Regions from separate parts of the Gasterosteus aculeatus genome. Here region 2 is linked to region 1. The links are chromatin contacts, called in public Hi-C maps. All regions are on one chromosome and are shown on one strand. The core of a region is the stretch at or near the end of the contact, and the rest is flanking DNA. Distances in the headings are between cores, read along the strand shown. Region 1 has its middle 16 kb from the start of hnrnpa1b. Region 2 holds the start of LOC120829400 (homeobox protein Hox-C10a).

Region 1 (2,975 bases), core at 272-2,771:
CCGGCGTGCTAAGCATACATCCAAGACTTCCCTCGGCTCGTCCTGTTTCTTCACGTGATCCGCCCCCATCGCTGTGTGTCATCTACTTGGAATGTGTAACGTGCATGTTTGTATGAGTTTGTCTCTCGAGTGTGTAGGATTTTCAGCGTGTCTGTAAAGTATTTGTATATGTATGCAGCACACACAGAGGCCATAAATCACCTGGCATTCTCCAGGCTCATCCTGAAGCAGAGGGGTATAGAGAAAGCACACGATCTTGGGCAAAGCTTCATGGCTATGAAATTGACCAATTGATTGATTGAAACAATTAATTTTGCACCATGCTTTTACGGCTGTGAAGCCAAGCAATCATTAGTTTGCTACAACCAAGTGAGGACGGCCGTATTGTTTTATAATTTCCACTGAAACATAGCAAAGCATCAGCTACTGCTCCAGGCTCAGGATAATGATATGCTAATGGTTTAAGTTATATGACATGACATGATAGTTTGGCTGTACAGAGTCATGTATGAAGTACATTCATCTACATCCTCCATTTTGCACACACAAAAAAGGCAGCTTGAGCTGTTCAAGCACATGGCAGCCAATAGTCATTTTTCTATCCCCTTAAATATGACAAATGGACAACTGCTTCTATTGAATCCCATTCTTTACATGCCGTATTACAACGCACTGCTGTTCGCCAGTGTGGAGGGGTTTGACCATAAAAAGCCAGTTGCTTGGAAAATAAATCTCCCCTTGGACATCCAATGAAGTGTATTTCATTGAGGAGGCTCGCCGTTCATATTTATCTCCCGTTTTTATTTGGGAACTGTTTTTGAGTTGTCCTTCACTGCCTTTCTCTCTGCTGCCTTTGTCCCTAATGTACTGGCAAGGCTGACTTCATTAAGCCCTGTATGTGGCAAACGCATTTATGTCCTATTTAGATGTTCCCTATTTCATTTTGCCGTGATACACCACAGCACTGCCACCAAGGCGGAAAATAAAGCGCCCATCATGCTTGGAGCCATTTGCAATTTGTGAGCAAGGTGACACCTTGTGGTCAAAACGAAGGACTGCTGCCTCCTCTGAGATCCAGCAGACACCAAAGGAGGGCCGGCGGAAACACTGTCTCAACCATATCCTGCAATTATCGGATATTTCAAACTGGGACTAGGAACCCTGCGCGGAACAACATCATACGTCTCAAAAGACACCTGCAACCGGCATCTGAGGCATTTCCAGGCCGTGATTCTTCTAATACTTGGGTTAATGTGAGGGTGTGTGTGTGTGTGCAGGTACCTGTGTCACTGTGTGGGGTTGTTTTGTGTTTTTTTTTAGCATGAAACACCATCACGGACATTGACAGATCACAGGGGAATGTTCAATTGCAGGTTGCTGCGTCCTGCTGTCATAGGGTCCATCTGTCACGAGGCAAGGCTAGCTGGAAGGCAGGAGGGGGCAGGACTGAGGGGCGTCACTTCCCCCCATAGATGATGATCACACCGGGGCTACTGCCAAGCCGGTTGCTGGCCCTGTCTTGCTCCTGCGGTTCCTTGGAATTCTTGTCTTTCTCACTCAGTTTACAGCTTTGATCAAGTACGCTGCAGACACCAGTGGAGCAGGGATTTTCCCACTCGACTGCAGAACAGTGTCTATGTCTCGATCTTTTGGCCACGTTGTTGTGTTGGCTACGCCCAATCTTTGTTCAGATTTATTTAGCGGGTCAAGGGGTTATTTTGGTTGTGGAGACATGTCAAGCCCCAAATACCACAGACACAGATGAGTCAGTGCAGTGATCTCAACAGGTTTTGCCTTTCAATTGTTGACTTCCTCATGCTTCCTCTCTGCTTTGTGTCCCCCCCCCCACTGTGAAAATCTGCTGTTGTCACGATGACACAAGGCCGCACTTTCACAAGTGCGCCCTCTACAGTCGAGGCTGGGAAGTGCCCTTGTTGTTACATGAGAAAACAAACAGGAAAACAAACAGGAAGGCAGATTACAGCCCAGCAGTCATCTATCTGTCAAACATTTGACAGGAACATAGCACAGCCAAATATATGACTCCTCCATAAATCACAGCATCTCACTCTAACTAGCCTGTCTGGTGTGAGTAATTAGTAGTATCATGCAGAAGCATTTTCAGCATCCCGAAATACCATTAGATCATTTTACTCTTGATTTTCAGTCACTTTTCCCTAAAACCCACACACTCAAATAGCCAAATGTTCCTTAAAATTATCTGCATAAAACTGATTTAGGGGGCACTCAGGAAATCGATCATGCAACAGAATCGTTTAATGTTTCAGGAAGAGCATTATGATTTGTGGATGTTGAAACAGAGTTCATATTCCACATTTACAGCTTAGAAAGAGAACGTTGTATTTTCACGGTGAGCTCTAACTGCCTTCTACCCCCTTGCAGCAGTCCCACCCCGAGAGCTGCATTGCTATTGCAGATGCTTTATGACGGGCAATTTAGCTTCAGCTGCTATCTGAGCCATCTCAGGAATGGACGCGCTTAGAATCAAGTGCAATAAAGCAGAGAGGGAGTTGGCGAAAAAAGAAAGGGAGGGTGCGTGTGTGTGCGTGTGTGTGTGTGTGTGTGTGTGTGAGGGTGTTGGGGGGGGGTAAAGATAGACAACAAGCTTGTCTGGACAGCCCTTCTGGACAAAAGGTTTGGGGGCAGGGTCCCCTCCCACATACACAAATACAAACAGTGGTTTCCCAGGCACTCGGCTAGACAAGAAAGAAGAAGCATACCTGTTTATTTTCACAGGAACTTCCAAACAACGGCAGGCGGGCGAGTGAACGTGCGCGCATGCTGCCCTTTTATTTGTAAATGTATAATCTAAAAGTCTACATTTGCGTGTGAGTGAGAGAGAAACGCTCGGTCCTCCGCCGTGGCCGAGGCTTTGTTGAGTCTGCTGAGCTCCAGGAAATCTCCTGAGGCGGGGAGACAGATTTACACCCTTCCCCCTGAGAGGGCTTTACAGC
Region 2 (3,219 bases), core at 379-2,878, 89 kb before region 1:
CCTGTCTTACCCTTGCCTTTGAAAATGATTCTGAACTGAAAAAAACAAAAGGAGGTGCACAATTCGCACAAACCAAACTACAGGACGCGAGCAAACCCGCGTAGCATAATTTCCACGAACAATCTTTCAACTAAACTGTTGCCATCAATATGAGCATCTGGAGTCGTGTTTGTTGGTCTGTGATAGTGTTCACAACGCTGATGAGACGTAGTTTTGTTGCAGCTCCTGTAGGCACGCAGCATTTTTGAATCACCGCTTCGTGGCCTTTTTCACATCCAGAAAATAATGAATTACAGTTTTACAAGCTCCATGTTTTTTTAATGGAATAATTGTGATTTTTTTTAACTTCGGCACGGAATAGCGCCTCGTGAACGTTTGGGAGAAACGTGTTTATAGTGTTTAGAACAATTGCGGGTTTGTTAGGAAAATATGTCCGAAGGCTGAGCCAAGCACGTCAGACGCACAAAACAACACAACACACAGAGTGAAGAAAACAGGGATTTCCCACAAAAATATGGGCTACATTTTAATTTGCTAAAATTCACACACAATGTACACAAAAAGAAACAGATTATCAATCTACCACGTGTGCAAATAAGACTTTGAACGGTTCGCCTCCACTTATAGATAACGTGTATCTGCACAAATACGTTCATTTTAATGAGAGACACACTTAATTCACACAGCAGTTCTTCTGACCCGCAGGCTGAGAATTAAATATGAACAAAAACGAGAACATCTATTACACTCTTAATTTCAGATAACATATCGAGAGCACCAACAGAAATGAAAGAAACAGCATCATTGACGTCATTCTGCATAAGATACCAATAATACATTTCCATAGCGAACCAATCCCATGGTCAAGATACTATTTATGTCTGCCAATTCAAGAAGAAACCCATTTTGACGGCCAAACGCGACTGTATGAGTTAAATTGATTAAATTATATATTTGCTTTTGGAAAAAAAATGGTATAATTCAGTGTGGTAAAGTCCTTTAAAGACAAATCTAAATGGATACAAAAAAAAGGTTTTCGTAATGTTTGAAATGTGTTTCTGAAAATCGGCAGCAGGTCACCTCATTTACGCGAATGTTTAAACCTCTCTGCAATTAACGATTTTAAATGTAGACATTTTAAGTGTTTTGATAACACACCTGCGAATATCTTACTTTCCCCAAATCGATGGCAACAACAAAGCAAATCGACGAAACAAACAAAATGAACACACACACACACGCAAAAGCAACTCTTGGAATGCTTGTCCTCCGCAGCGCCGGACTAAAGGGACATTACACGTTGCCCCAATTCATTTCCTTTCAAATTTCTAAAGTTCAGGACTGAAACTAAATCGGAATATTTAGAAAGGCACCTAATAGCTGCCACAAAGATCTTGCTGCAGCCGCCTCCCTTTGTTCGCCCTGCTGCGGCCCTCCTGTCCTAACCGGTATTTGAGCGCTAGATGGCGCTCCTGCTCTACCAAAAAGACTCCAGGTTCCCCAACTTGACCGTGCTGACGTCACCTCAGTCTGGAGCATCAAGGCCACTTTCACGCTGCTATTGGTCTGAAAATCACATGACATGTCTCCCCGCATCCATAATTATGTTGCTGATATTTTTCACCCCCTCCAAAAGATGTCAGCATCCTACTGTCGTTATTCTCTCGGATAAATCCCGCATAGTTCAGAGCGGTGCAACTCACCAGTCGATCACTGTGTTGCCAAATGCAAAAAAAAAAAATGTCATGTCCGAATAATATAGCGCCCGGTAAATTCCTGATGGATTCTTTAACGGGAGGATCATCTTCCTTCAGGGCCGAGGGTTATTCCAACAACCCCGGGATGTATAGCCACGCGGCTGCAGAGTACGGATATTCAATGATGAGGAACATTGGGAAGGTAGGACCAGCTTCACTCTCGAAAGGAGACCAGGTTGCTCCGGGCGGTGTTCCGCTCAGCGGCTTCCTGGATGCGCCCTACCTGTCGGCCGCATGGACACCGGGCTCCAAAACCAGTGGGGAGGAACAACCTGTTGCCCAGTGTTTACAACCCTGCTCGTTTCCAGCGGGCAACGTCAAAGAGGAGGCGTTTTGTTGCCTCTATCAGGATGACAGCAATAAGGGGAAGCAGACAACAGAGTCGGCCACTTACATCCGGCTCGGGGACAATAGCTGCCGGCCCGAGCGCAGCGCCTCGTCCAGAGACTGTTTCCAGGTGTACAACGAGAGGCCGCAGCAGGACGACGAGCAGTTCCCCTCCGGCTTCTCTCTGACCCACTTGGAGACATCTGTTGAATCAGCATCAAAATCGGCAATAAGTTGCAATACATTGGCACAGGGAAGAACGAGGGAGCGTTCAAAGACAGATGAGAGTCAGAAAAGAAAGGAAGAGAAGGCCAAGAGTGACAGCTGTTCAGATAACTCGGACGGGCAATTAAAAGGTAGACGACTACTTTACACCCTCCTCCTTTTCCCTGACACACACACACACACACACACACACACACACACACACACACACACACACACACCCTTACCCCCCCCCCCCCCCCCCCCCACACGGCCCTCACCCACTCTCAGAAGAATGCACACTAAAATACACACAGGAAACGTGCGGACTTCCACATGTGCATTTCTTCTGTCTGTACCGTGTGTGTTGTGCCACGACCCAATAATGCGGACCCGTGTTTGATCGCAGTCACAACTCTGTCAAACGGTGTGTGAACATTTGCCAGCCTCTCTTAGCGGGTTGTGGTGCTCCTGGCATTTAACACCTTTTGCATTAATACGAGAATGGCAGTTATCGTTTAAATAAACGCTCTCACACACATACAACACACACACACACACACACACACACACACACACACACACACACACACACACACACACACACACACACACACACACTGGCACACGCATAAACAAACAACCACTTCAATCTCTTCCTCTCAAAGGGATTTGCATTGTCATTTGCGTTGCATGCGACGTAACCCAAAGGTGTATTTATCCTCCATAGAATTCCAGAGCTTTGATTAAAAACTGAAGTTTGTACTAAAACCCGTGGCTACTATTATATATTTTTTCCACTAACACTAAAACACCTTTCTCCATCGATGTAACGATAATTCAAGATTTCGTTTTTTTAATAACATATTGTTGTTGGTCACAGTTCACGTCTCAGATCAGCATTAATTGCCACATATTTTACACATAGGAA

Evidence for each region. Hi-C and Micro-C count contacts between places; a contact is called where the count stands out from the background.
Region 2: a contact with region 1 is called in a Hi-C map of skeletal muscle, with 5 times the contacts expected there. The contact joins the promoter of LOC120829400 here to the enhancer-like site in region 1. A contact is called at or near these places in 4 of 6 Hi-C or Micro-C datasets (blood and trunk muscle, skeletal muscle and whole body).

What each region holds. Positions count from the first base shown.
Region 1 is chr2:10,237,742-10,240,716 of fGasAcu3.hap1.1, reverse strand. No RefSeq gene overlaps it. Among protein-coding and RNA genes, the nearest start is that of hnrnpa1b, 16 kb to the right of the region's middle. Within about 2 kb of position 1,521, at least 2 of the 9 cell types and tissues checked have open chromatin away from gene starts, as enhancers often do.
Region 2 is chr2:10,326,874-10,330,092 of fGasAcu3.hap1.1, reverse strand. LOC120829400 (homeobox protein Hox-C10a) reads left to right here and starts at 1,628. Exons shown (of 3, transcript XR_013453119.1): 1 at 1,628-2,440. LOC144388877 (a long non-coding RNA gene) reads right to left here. Exons shown (of 2, transcript XR_013453139.1): 2 at 486-2,287.